Regions from separate parts of the Gossypium hirsutum genome. Here region 1 is linked to region 2. Evidence: chromatin contacts called from public Hi-C data. All regions are on one chromosome and are shown on one strand. Each heading gives the region's core, a stretch centred on a gene start, on an enhancer-like site or on the middle of the called end of the contact. The rest is flanking DNA. Distances are from core to core; before and after follow the strand shown. Region 1 holds the start of LOC107948375. Region 2 holds the start of LOC107948371 (translin).

The links. A called contact is a pair of places that touch in the nucleus more often than the background predicts.
Region 1: a contact with region 2 is called in a Hi-C map of leaf, with 3 times the contacts expected there. The contact joins the promoter of LOC107948375 here to the promoter of LOC107948371 in region 2. A contact is called at or near these places in 10 of 34 Hi-C or Micro-C datasets (callus, hypocotyl, leaf and 1 more).

The regions. Positions count from the first base shown.
Region 1 is chrA04:66,574,948-66,582,099 of Gossypium_hirsutum_v2.1, forward strand. LOC107948375 reads right to left here and starts at 2,330. Exons shown (of 2, transcript XM_016882898.2): 1 at 606-2,330. The coding sequence starts at 2,262. The coding sequence ends at 919.
Region 2 is chrA04:66,419,891-66,427,166 of Gossypium_hirsutum_v2.1, forward strand. LOC107948371 (translin) reads left to right here and starts at 2,971. Exons shown (of 7, transcript XM_016882883.2): 1 at 2,971-3,345; 2 at 3,434-3,530; 3 at 3,627-3,742; 4 at 3,834-3,878; 5 at 4,435-4,460; 6 at 4,704-4,839; 7 at 4,935-5,255. The coding sequence starts at 2,988. The coding sequence ends at 5,044.

The DNA of each region.
Region 1 (7,152 bases), core at 1,080-3,579, 150 kb after region 2:
ATGTATTGAATCTGAAAACTATAAAAAATTTGATGATGATGATAACAACAACAAAACTCAGTCAGAAAACTTTGCGGCACCTTTATAGAAAATGCTTATTATAAGATCTTGTTCCATACGAAAAACAAGATACAGCCATCCACATTTTCCACCAACATGGAGTAAATGTATTTCAAAGCCACAACCCAAAAGTTTCTTTTAAAACAAAAAACCAGCTTCGTTGAACCTGTCCAACTACATGGGCAAAACGGCCGCTTCATTACTGAAGCTACCCAATAACAACATTGGAATAACAAAATCCAGTTTGAGGATAATGTTGACAATTTAATTTTATATAACACCATTTTGGTGATTTGAACCCTGTAAAGATATAAGAGGGCAACCATCCTTAAAGTCTCTTATAAACTAACATAAACACCCTCAAATCCCAATTCACCATGACAACTTGTTGAACTTAGACTACACTCCGCAAATTACCAACAATTACAAGCGATGTAAAAACAAGAAAAGACTCCTACAGTGCAAAAACAGAAAATCATAACATCACATATAAACAGTCTAAGGACAACAGCACTAGCAGTATTTGAAGCATGAGAAATTATTACCATTCTCATATACCAGCAAGGAACAAGTACTGCAAGGCAGTAAGAAACAACTGATGGCAACAGAATATACACACAGAAGCTTTGTAGTGGAAAATATACACAAGTATATATTGTGTTCCCTCATAAAAAAGTACATGCAATGCATTGGCAGGTTCTTAGACCGAAACTATGGCAGTATTGCATCATTAGCTCTGCAAAAACAGGAAGACTCGAAGCATTGAAAATGTTGCCGATATCTTCAGGCATCTTCAGTGTCAGAATCGAAAGTTATAGCAGCAAATGAAAATTTCCCCCATTTTTTCCGATTGAATTTTCATCCAAGTCCATCAATCAAAGCCTCCAATTCTCTCCTCCCATACCTCCTACCTTCTGTATTAGCTTCCCTAGACTTCACCACAAAGTAAAATATCAACCAAGCTACCATGAAATACAACTCCAGAGCTGCCTGAATAACCGTGGCAAAAAATTCTCCCCCTATACGAGTCAAAATCAATCTTGCCAACGACCCACCTAAGATAGCTTCATAACACTGAATCTGTATCCCTTGGTTCAAAAGTGTTGACATCAGATAACAACCTTCTTTAATAATTTCTCTCCCGGTTCTCCTTGAATCCACAACGGCTACCCAAGCAGCTAATGAGAATGCAAATGAAACCAAAGTATCCACCAGAAACCACGTAAACAAAAACCCTGAAATCTCCTTCTCATAACCCCTAATCCATGGTGACATAACCGAAAAAGGCATCAACTTTAACCTGACAAAAAGCTTAAAAAACGAGTAGTGATCCTCAATTTCTCCGAAATACCACAATCCAAGAAGCTGAGTCACCGCGTCTCTTACCGCCCATTTTATTAGAACGAACCCAGTGAGTCTTTTCAAACCCATTTTAGACCCACCCCAAAAAGCCCCAAAAAAGGAAACAAATCTTCCAATCAAGTCATTAACAATTGTGACAAAAAGAACACCAAAAATCAAAGAGTAAATCGCCGTAAATCCTAGAATTACCCATCCATACGCCGCGGATAGAAAGCTGACGATAAAGAAAAGCACCGCTGCGTCTCGACGCCCCAATTCAAATCCTTTATAAACAAACTGAAAATCCACAATCTTTTCTTCTTGCTGGTCCCTTTCATTGTTTTCGTAGTCAAATGAGATTGTCTTGAATTTGACTCCGTAACGAATAATTTCCGGCAGCAGAATACCGTTATCCGCAACGAAATGCGAAAACCCTAATTTGGTATCGAAGTTTGAAAGAATCAACGGCGTGCCATTAAGGGGGCGGTTAGATAAAGAAGCGAACGGGGAGCGGTGGCGGAGGTCATCGTCGGAAGAGAATAAGTCATTATCAAGAGCGCCGACGCGCGTGAGGTGGAGGAAAGGACGGCGTGCGTGGCGACGGGTTGATTGGAAACGCGCGTGCGGATGGGACGGGTGGAGGTCGAGGCGAGAAAGGAGGGATTTGAAAGAAGGATCACGGTCAATAAAGGAATTGAGGAGAAAGGAACCGGATTCAACTAAAGAACGAAAAGAGAGGAGAAGGAAAGAAAGGAAGATGAACGTGAAAGGGTGGGCGGTAAAATGCACGGCAGTCTTTTTGAGGATCTGCGATGTGGACCGTAGCTGGCCGAACCGGTGGTAGTGATGGTGATCGGTCATGGCGGTTGTCTTGTCTCTTTCGGGTTCAGATTTCTGGGGCGTGAATGAGGGGCAAGGCCATTGTTTCTCTTATTTTCTTTTTCTATTTCAGATTTTTTTTTTGGTCTAAATTTGCTATCAGTCCTCCTATTTTTTACATTTTAAAATTAATCTCTCCACTTTTTTGAGCAAATCTCTCTATTTTTAATTCACGAATTTAGTCACTATTGTATTGTTTAATAACTTAAATTGAAATGATAACACTGAACTTTGTTTTTTTTTTTTATAAAAATAATATAAAAATTATTTATTTATTTATTTATTTATTTATAAAAATTTCAAAAATTATTTATGAAAATAGGGTGTTTGTTAACGTGATCGTCGGTGTTGCCTGATACACTGACGACACCATCTCACTTTTCAACCAATCATCTGACAATTATTAGACTTTTAAAAAAAAAATTGGTGTCTTTATTATGTCAGGTGGCACCTGTATGTATATCTGAAAATAGCTCTGAAATTATAGGTATACATGGTGATAAAAAAAATTTAATGGTGTCGATGGTGAGTTAGGTGGCACTGCTTATATTTAAAAAAAACAACACACATGTTAAGAAAAAAAGTTGAAATGAAAAATGTATATTTTAATTACTGTTGTCGGTGTGTCAAACGGCACCAATTTATTTAAAAAAACATGTTGTCAATGAAAAAACAATAGCAAAACCAAAAAAATTATTTGTATTACTATCTCCTGACAAGTCGACAACACCGGTTTAAAAATCTGGGTCACGCGACATTGTTAGGCGAAACCGCCTAGTATATAACCCCCCATCCCTCAGCTAAAATTTTGTTTCTTTTGAAGAGAACAAAAAATAAATTTGTGTTTAGTAAAAAAGGAAAAAAAAGCTAAAAAATTGTTTAGCAATATTGGAGAAAAAAATTGGTTTAACAAACCAGAAAAGAAAAGAAAAAAGCTCTTTAGAAATCAACATATTTATTTTTCATTTTAGACTTCAAAAGTAAAGTTCGAATTTATAAAGTTAGTTTGTAATTATTTATATTTGATTATATTTTATAGTGATAATTAGTAATATGAGATGCAAGTTATATTTTTTGATAAAAAGTGCTTTTGTTGCTAATTTTGTTAATAGGCGCTATTTTTTTAATAGAAGCTAATATTTATTTATTTTTAATTTATTTTACAGATTAACTATCTAAGATGAATAATTAATTCTTTGTACACGTTCATTTTGAGGGAGTAATTTTACAAACAACAATTGATTGTATATTTGAATCTCGTTGGTAAATAGGAATGAGGTTTAATAAGAATGTAAAGTCGATGATATGAAACAAAGTATTAGTGCAGAAATTACTCGATGTTGTGGGAGGATGATGTCCAAACTTGTAACAGCCCGTTTTTGGTCAAATCAGAGCAGTGGTTTTGGGACCAAAAATTCGAGGTCAAAATATTTATTTTATTATTATTTTAATGTTTACAGTATGATACTATGTTGGTGTGAAAATTTCGTTAAGAAATTTTATCGTTTGATTGGTCAATTTTATAAAAAGGACTAAATCGCGTAAAATGCAAAAGTGATGTTCTATTAACTAAAGGTGTTTAATAGCTATAGAACCTTAAAGTGAAGGTCCTTAAGTGGTAATTAGCCCATTAAGGAGTTAGTGGAAAGTAATGGCTTGGTATAATGGAAATTATTAAAGATTTTTAAGGTTATTAGTGTAAATTAGTAATTAAAGGTAAATATAATAAAACAAATGAAATTTTATTCTTTCATTCATCTTCCTCACCGAAAAATACAACCTAAATAGCCATGGGAGAAGCTTTACATTCGGCCAAGACATTTATGCTCAATTAGGTATGGCTTTTGTCCTGTTTTTAATGATTTCTACACTTTTGAGATCGTTGCAACTAGTACTAGCTAGCCTAGGGACTATTTGCAAAACTACTAAAGAATTAGAAAGTTTCCATTGATGAATAAGCATTTTTTATTATTATTGATGATAGATTATGAAAGTTTAATGATAGATATACAAGTTTTATTAAGTGGTTTTTAGTAAAAATGCAAATTAGGGGCTAATTTATGAAATGTGTAAATTTAGGGGATTAAAATGTGAAATAAATGAAAAATATAGGCTGTTAGGTACCTAATTGAATTTCGGCTAGCATGGGTTAGCCTTTAATTTCATGAATTTGTGATTTTGTGTAATAAGGACTAAATTGTAAAAATGTGAAAGTTTAGGGGCAAATATGTAAAATAGCCCTAATGTGTGTTTTAGACTAAATTGAATAAATAGTTGATTTTGATTACTTATAGATCAAGAAAAGAGGAATTCAGACTTAGATCGAGGAAAAAGTAAAGTAATTAAATAGTCGGTCCGTTCCGTTATTTCCGTACACAAGGTAAGTTCGTATAATTGAATTTGAATGTGTAATTATTAAATTCATGGATGATATTGAGACTTTATTTATTCTATGGCTAAATGTGATGATTTTGATTTAAATGTACGGTTTAAGTCGACGAGATACTGAATAAGACCATAGCTAGGCTATGGCAATTGGATGACAAGACCATAATCGGGTTATGACAAGACCACGGCAGGGCCTTGGCAATGTCTGTCTAAGACCATAGTTGGACTATGGCATCGGAAAATTGACTTACTTATATCGTAAGCATTTATAAACTCGAAGTGATTCGATAAGTGAATTGGTGAGAATAGTTATGTATCAGTACAGGTATGTACAGAAAACTATTCGAATGATGAATTAAAAGAAGATGAGAACTTATGAGTTACTTTGTAGTTGAATTTTATGTTATCTCATTTATTGAGGTTTTAATTGCAAATTATGTATCTAATTAGAAATGTAAATGAATGATGTTGATTATTTCATATTTACCTACGAACTTACTAAGCTTTATAGCTTACTTTGTTTAATTTCCAATGTTTTATCGTCAGAGACTTCATCGCACTATCGGACATCTATTTTGGTACTTTTGAAATGTGTAAATGGTATATGGCATGTACAGGCTCGTTTCATTTTGATATGTTCGATGGATATGTATTTTGGCCATTTGAGTTGGCTTAAGATGATGAACTTGATGATGTTTATATATATGTACAAATGGTTCTAATTTGAGTTTGGTAATTGACCTATAATGAGTGATTAAGGTTGAATGAATAATGTATGTTTGGAATGGTTAACTAAATGAAATAGATATGTGAATTATGTATGGTAAGGTAAATTTAAATTGATAGGTAATTGAATAGGTAAATGGTAGTGAATTGATTGAAATGGATATAATATGATTGTGTATTGGTTGATGACTTTTGGTTGCATAATTGTGTCTTAAAATGGTACCAATTGATCTTGTATAGGTATGTGCAAAATGGGTGGCAAAATGGCTTGGTAAATGGCCTATTTTTGTCCACATGGGCAGAGACACGGGAGTGTGTCTCAGCCGTGTGTGACACACGGTCATGTTGCATGGCCGTATGTCCCTTGGTGTTGAAATTGAATTGAAGTCAGTATGCTCCACACAGTCTCACACATGGGCGTATGACTGGCCGTGTGGTACAAGTCAGTATAACCCTTAATTGGTACACGGTCTAGCACACAGGAGTGTGACTTGGCCATGTTGCATAAGTTAGTATACCCTACAGATTTGGCACAACCTAGGCACACGGGCTTGTGGTTGGCCGTGTGACCCAAGTCTGTATGTATGCCCTATTTTCACACGGCCTGAGACACGGGCGTGTCTGAAGCCGTGTGATACACACAGCCTATTCACAAGGGCATGTGACCCCTGTATGATTGAAATTTTTTTTAAGTTTCCAAAATTTTCATATGTTATTGTTTTAGTCTCGAAGCACTTCTAAAGCATGTTTAAGGCCATGTAGGCCCTTGTAAGGGACAATGAGATTATGTTGAATGATTTATGAGAGTGAATGATTTATGTTTGATAAATGTATGATATGTTGATCGGTAATGCCTCGTAACCCTACTCCGGTGACTGATACGTATTAGGGGTGTTACAAGACTATTCTACAAATTTCTAGTTTTGTCAAATTCGTGCAAATATACAAAGATGGAACTTGTAGATCATAAAGATGTGGAGACTATAATCGCACTTTATTTCTTGACTAGGAACGTGAATGTTGAATCAGTAGAGTTGTTCACTGAATTAACGGATGTTGAGCCCGTTCAAAATGACACTCCATTAAATCAACAATATGGAGTTCAAGACTCGTATACGAAGGTTCTGAATGCGTCTACCGATAGGAGATTGACTGTCCATAGGTTTGACATTGATCTGGATGTTGGGTGGGTAGAACTATGCGATTATGGAGAGACATCAACATGGGCCAATAATCCACACAATGCTCCGATTGTGTATAACAACCTTAATCTAGGTTGATTTTTACAGATACATCTATTGATGATTGGTACCAATTTTGATGGTGAAAAATAACCCTATAATGATGGTTGTTCTGGTCACGAGCGTAAAGATTTTAATGAAGTCAATCTCGATGAGGTCTCGAATGATATCAACGATGAAGGCATGGAAGATGATGATAATGTATACACCCTTTTTCTTAAGAACTATACTCGTGGCATTGTCATATGCAATGACCTTGAGGCTCACATGTTGAGCATAGATCCTGATGCGGCACATGCATCTGAGTTCTCTGAGTATTTAGATATAATACCTTCTTACTAGTTGGCAACAGATTTTGAATCAAAAGAGTTGGTCGTTGGTCAACAATTCGTAAATAATGAGGAATATGTATTTTCCATCAAGTAGTATAACATGAAAGTGTCAATGGACTACAAAGCCACTGTATCTAATCTGAAATTATATATTAGGGAGTGTTGGAGGTTTGCAAAAGGTTGCA
Region 2 (7,276 bases), core at 1,721-4,220:
CATAGCGATTAATTTTTACTATTTTTATAATTTAGTCATTGTACCTTAATTAACTACCCAATTGACAAAATTAAAGAACCAAAATTTAATTAAACCGTACATTAACCTTGTACATATTAAATATTAATATTTATGGACTCAAACATCGAAAATGAGATTTCGAAACCATTATTTTGATACCACTGAAAAATAGGTTGTTACATCACCTCTAGATCTGATCCATCTTGAGGCTCCAACTTTATCATATGAAGCATTGTAACAAAATCAAACAATTGATCGTATCAACATGTATCTTAATAAAACTTAGCAACCATCATTCCAATCAACCATTAATAAAATCTAACACAACATGGTAATTAAAACACAAACAACCATTCTAAACATTCAATCAAAGTAAACTAATTAATAGCTTGGGAATGCTTAGCCATGGAAAAACATCCACATTCAGAGCTAAAGTCTGTGTTGATCTTCAAATTACATCGCCATCAACAAGAAAGAGATGAGATGTCTATAACAAATTAAAAAATTCTACAAAGCTTTCTTTACAAATTCTCTAAAAATCTAAAAATGCTCTCTACAATCTTATCTAAATTCTAAATCTCTATTTGCTTCTATACAAGACAAGTATATATAACAAGAACTAAATGACCAAATTTTCCTCACTAAAAATAAGTTTTTCAAAGGCTAGAAATAATAATTTTACTAAAATGCCCTTTAGTATTTGTCACTTAATTCACGTTTACAGATTAACATCACGACCTCCACTATTGCGGAGTTGCGACATTGATGAAAGATTTCTCTTAGGCTTGGTTTAAGGCATCATCGTCGGGACCTCAAGATTCACACGTCGTGACCTAACGATCCGATGTCATGACTTCAACAATTTTTATTTTGTTATGTCACTTACTGTTTGTGCCTTCTTCAAACTGGTCTCACTTAGTGTCACGCCCTCATACCATGCATGTCGCAAAGTTGCCTTCAAATCTCCAACATATCATTCCAAACAGTTTCTCACATTGAGGCCTCTTATCTACTGATGCCACGACCTTATGGCTAGTCATCTCCTAACACCACGTTGTGACTTCTGACATCACCACGTCTCGATGTTAGGACCATGACATGCTTCTTTCTTTATTTCTAGAGCATGAAGTGAAAGCCATTAGAGCTATCCCTATAAGACTATTCATTATAGTTGACAAGATTGTTTGGCACTTTACCAAAGATGACAAATACATAGTTAAATATGGGTATAATCTTTCAAGGTAGCTAAAGCATATAAATGAAGCAGGTGGTACTTATTCGAGAAGTAATAGACAAAGCTCAATTTGGAACTCGATATGGAAAATTCAAGGTACCTTAAGAGTTAAGAATTTCATACAGAGAACTTGTAATAATGTTATCGAGCTTTGTCAAACAAGTGTCCAAGATACAATGATGAGGTTGAATCTCTTGAGCATATTTTGTTTGGCTGTCGAATTGTAAAAGCGGTTTGGAGAGCATCTTCGCTTCACTATGATCCTACAAAAACCGCATCTTCGCTTCACTATGGTCCTACAAATATTGATTTCTCTAGCTTTTTTAACTGGTGGATTGAGACAAATGAGCAATTTCTAAATTTTGGGTCTTCTTCGACCACAAGTATGACAGCTTGGGTATGTTGAGAAATATAGAGTTGGAATTTATGGATGTCTGAAAGCATTAATACTGACCCCATACAAATTTGGAGTGATGCTTGGAGGATTTTTTGAGTCTCTAAAGACTGAGGAGAATGCTTTGTCCCAATCAGCGCCTTGAATATTCGACTACTTCATGGAGCCCGCCTCTGTATAGTGTTATTAGATGCTTCCTTTGATAAGCAAATGCTACATTTGCCTGGGGGCCGTGGCAGCGATGGTTTATTCATTAGAGGTGCAAATGCCTTAATCTTTGATGGATTTCCTTTTGTGGTATGATAAAAACTAAAGGTGAGTAAAATTCGATTCGATTAAAAAAATTGAAAAAAAATTCGAATTATTCGAATTGAATTAATTGAGTTAATTGAATCAACTTAATTTTTTTTCGAATTTCAAGTTTAAATCAAATTAAATTTTTTAATTCGAATAAGCCAAATACTAAACCGTTTTACTCCCTTCCCCCGCCCCCACTCAAACCCTTTTATTTTTCCTCAACCCCTGAAATTTTTTTCCCCATAAAAAATTACTTTTCCCAAACCCCTGAACTATTTTTTTCTTTTACTTTCTCTCCAAAACTTTTACTTCTCCAAATCCCTATCTTTTTTCCTTTTGCTTTCTTTTAAACCCTAAATTTTTTTTTCGAATTTATATCTACTATTTATGTTATTGAATTAAATTTCACATTTTGTACTATTTATTTATTGAATTGTTTAATCATGATGAATCTTTATTAATATGTTAAAATTGAATTATTAATAATGCCATAAAATATTCATGTTAAATATTTTATGTTTGTATCAATTTCATATTTTATCTTTAAAATAATTTATCAGAAGATAATTGAAATAACTAAATAATCAAAATAGCTGACAAGTATATAAAAGACTAATAAATAAATTACGGATGGATGGAAGTTAATAGCATTACGGTGGACAAATTTATTTTTTTAATTTACTATTTGATTTGATTCGAATTCCATCTTACTCGATTCGATTCGAAAAAAATTTAAATCAAATTAGGATGATAAAATAGGATTCATCAACTCAATTAACTCAACTTTTTCCATTCAATTCGATCAGATTTAACGCTCACCCCTATTAAAAATAAAATTTTTCACTTTACTTATTCAAGTGTATTTAATATTAGAATATTTATTTAACAAAATGGACCGACTTTATCATCACTGATTGATCGAATGATCAGAAATTGATTTGATTTTCAGTGCGAAAGTTGAATGGGAGGGTGTGGAATACACCGCACTGCACATATATAAAAAACATAAAATGATAAAATAAAGTGAACAAATTTCAAATTATGAAATCAGCGTTACGGAACGCTTACTACTTCACTCTCTCTCGCTACTCCTTAAACCCTAACCCCTCACTTCTTCAAATTGCTCCCTTCATTTCCACTTTTCCTTCGCTTCCCTCTGTCCTTTCCAGAAACCATCCCTTTCGTTCCCCTCTCTGCGCCACTCTCATGGCCGGCGGTGATTACGACTCGCCGCAAACCTCTCCTTCTCTGGAGAAACAGTTCGAGAAGTTCCGAGTCCAGCTTGAAGATTCTGGCAGCTTACGGGAACGCATACGCGCCGTCGTTCTGGAAATGGAGTCGGCGACTAGGCTCATGCAAGCTAGCCTCCTCCTCGTTCACCAATCTAAACCAATTCCCGGTAACATTCTTCTTTTGCTTCTTCAAATTATATGGTTTTTGGAATATTACCTATTTTATAATTTTTACGCATATGTTTATATCAACAGAGGTTTTGCAGAAGGCAAATTCTCAGATTAACGTACTAAAGGGTCTTTACAATAAACTTGCTGAAGTTGTTAGGGAATGCCCTGGACAATATTACAGGTGAGATTCATTGGAGATTTTGGTTAATTTCAAATTTTATTTTAGTAGAAATTTTTGTGTTCTTGATGTGGTGTTCGGGTGTGTTACTGTGTTTAGGTATCATGGGGATTGGAGGAGTGAAACTCAAATGGTAGTTTCTTTGCTTGCCTTTATGCATTGGTTGGAAACTGGAAATCTGCTTATGCATACTGAAGCTGAGGAAAAACTTGGATGTATGTTTCAGTAATGAATATTTATTCGGTTTTACGAGTAATTTTTGTATTTGCTAATGAAGACAAATGAGAAAGTTGGTTGTTTTGGCAGTGAACAATTCGGATTTTGCTTTAGACCTGGAGGATTATCTTGTTGGTATGTGCTGAAAGCTTCTCTAATTGAAGAGTTCTATACTCTCATGGATTGAACCGTTTGTTCCGTACTATTTTTTTCTCTAATCTTTTAAAGATTCAATTTTCTTTAGCTAGCCTGAAGTATTCTAGTTATTGAATGGCAAGTAAATGTGATTGACCACATCAATAGGCAGGATGAAATTCTTTGTACATTCTAATGCATTAGAGTCTTTTTCTTTATTAAAATGGCCAGGGTAGTTAACTGAACTTCAGTTTTCCATTTTTTTGGTTCATCTTATTCAAATGAGGACTGTCTCGTCAGACCAATTGATACTTGTGTTAAAATATTTTTAAGAGATTCACCTATCATATATGCTGTTTGTATTTTTGGATGAACTAAATGAAGCATTGTTGATTAATCACCTTTTCTGATTATTGTCATTCTTCAGTTTTTATGGTTTTTCTCCCTATATGTGCAAGAAACATGCAATGTCTATTACTTTGCATCTGAATTTGAGGGTTATTATTTTTCTGCCAATTGAATATACTGATCTGGGAATCTTTTTGATCTCTTGCAGGTGTTTGTTTCATGTCAAATGAAATGGTAAGAAATATGTCAGAAACTTGCTTTCCCGGGCTTTTCAAATTGACAAATGCGTTCTTCCTAGTCTATTGTTTTCGTGTATTTTTTATTCAGATGTTTAATGAGACTGCAAGTTAGAAAAGACTTGTTGGAATGTGATAATTCCAAATGGAACATTATGGTTTTGAACAACTGGTGAAATACTGCATTGGGAAATGTGGCAACAAGGCTTAACATAACATGCATTTCTCTTCGTTTTAACAGCCGAGATATGTGGTGAATCAAGTGACAGCTGGTGACTATGATTGTCCAAGAAAGGTGTTGAAGTTCTTGACAGATCTTCATGCGGCCTTTCGCATGCTTAATCTCCGTAATGATTTCCTGCGCAAGAAGTTTGATAGTAAGCTTAATCTTATCCAGTGCTTTGAGAATCCGGTGTTTTAAGCAACTTCTTATCGAAGACTGAGTTTTTGAAATGCTTTCTCATTATTTTAGGTATGAAGTACGACCTAAGAAGAGTTGAAGAGGTCTATTATGATGTTAAGATTCGAGGCTTAGCAACCTCCGGGGATTCTGTAGGAGATCAAGGAGCCCAAAAGATATGATAGGTTACAGGAGTGGTACATACAACTACTAGATTATCTCTTTCATTTTCTTAACTGCAATTTCTCAAGGGAGTTTGTGATCCTTCAATGCATGGTTTAAAGCCAAAATTTGCTACTTGAACAAAGGAAAGGAGGGTTCAATAAAAAAGTTGTAATAGAGAATAGTTGACAATCTAATCTTTTTTAATTTATTATTCGATCTTTTGCTGAAGTTTTTCTTTTTCTGTTATTCCATCATCAATGGTTAAGCCTGGAAATCCACTGTTTTCGGAATCGGACTGGACTGGCTGGTCGAACCGGTTGGATTTAGAATCAGTGTAGGTCTAGATAGGGGCGAGTAAAATTTAATTCGATTCGAAAAATTCGATAAAAAATTTAAATTTTGAATTAAATAGTTTCGAGTTATTTGAGTTAATTAAGTTATTCAGATTAACTCGAATAAAAAATTAAGTTTTTTTATTCAAATTTGAATATGAATTATACATTTTGAGTTATCCAAAAATTCGAATAAGAAAATTTACGTCGCTTTGATAAATGTTAATAGTTAAAAGGTAAAATCATTATATTGTTTATATAGTTAAATAATCTTGTATTTCGTCTATTAGTTAAATAATAAGTTATGTAAATGAAATATTTAGTATAAATAATAGGATTTGTTAACTCGAGTTGACTTGAAATTTTTTGATTTAATTTGATTAAAAAAAATTTTAAATTGAGTTTGGTTGTTAAATAAGATTTGTCAACTCGATTAACTCGAAATTTTTTTAACTTGATTCGACTCGACTCGATCGAATACTCACTTCTAGGTCTGTAATAAGGGGTTAGATTAGTTGGCCCATGAACTGGTTAGATTGGCTGATTGAATCAGTTAAATTGGCGATCAAATCAATTAAACTAATCTTTTAAATATATTTTTACTTTTAATAATTTATTCAATTTGAATGAATTGGTTGAATCTATTAAATCGAAAGTTAATGGTTTGACTAATTTAATTATCGATATTTCGACCACCACGATTTTATTTCCACAAATTATTTGCATCCATCACATGAATTCTTGATAATGATCTCAACTTTTATTTTTACCTTGTTTAAATATAAACACGCATATCTATATACTCGCACGAATGAAAAATGTAGGTTTCAGGAAAAAAAAAAGGAAAATAAAGGTTCAGTTAATTAAGTTATACTAGATTTATGGGACAGTTAAATCGTGAAAAAGATTATTTTAATAAATATATTTACTACATAAAAATCACATAATAGTTAATTGATGTTTTGATTACAATGATAAAGTTAATCTCTCATCATGTATAGTGTTTTGGGATCAAATATTATTATAATCAAATTTTTATTGATTTATTATATAAAAAGATAAAAATATCTTCATAAAAGCATTACTTAATTTGTATATGAAAAGATATTTTAGTAATTTCATAATTGAGTTGATGCTCAGTAAAACTCTTAAAACAAGTATTAACAAAAATATAGCTTAATTTGTATATGAGAAGATATTTTAATAATTCTATAGTTGAATTGGTGTTCGATTAATTTATGATATTAATTCAGTGAAATACTTAAAATAAATATAAATATTGTTTTTCAAAATCGTGTCTATATAATCATATTCACTTGTTCTACTAAAATATAATTTTTTTTTTAAAATGCTCTTGCATTGTATTTAGAAATAGATCAATGATTGAGATGCAAAATTTAAGTTTGAGTTGTTGATTGAATCTTAATATTAAGATTGAAGAATGAGTTTCAGTATGCTGTTTTTTCTTTAATTTTTTTAAGATTAGAGAAAAATTAAAGGTAGAAGTAGGGAAAAGTTTACTTGAATTGTCGTCCAGCCCAAAAGCCTAAAGCCTAGCCGAGTAGTGAGAACCTAATACCCACGAACTTGCTGAATTTACTCCTTCCAAACATCATATCTTACGCGAATATTAAGGATTAAATAAATATATTTATTACATGTATATCTTTTTGTAAAAAGATAATTGCTCAAGGATTATTATCATATCTATTTTCGTCGTCTGTTGATCGAACAGCTTTTGATCTGAGTGTAACTATCCATTGTACGGCTTTCAGTTCCACTTTCCTAGTGTTTTCGAGCTCGGATTATTTTACAATATGGACCATTTTTTTGTTTATATCTTTAATTCCTGTTCTCTGACTGCAAACATATCAAATTACGAAAGGGAGAATTGAAAATGTGCTAGGGAGTCAACAT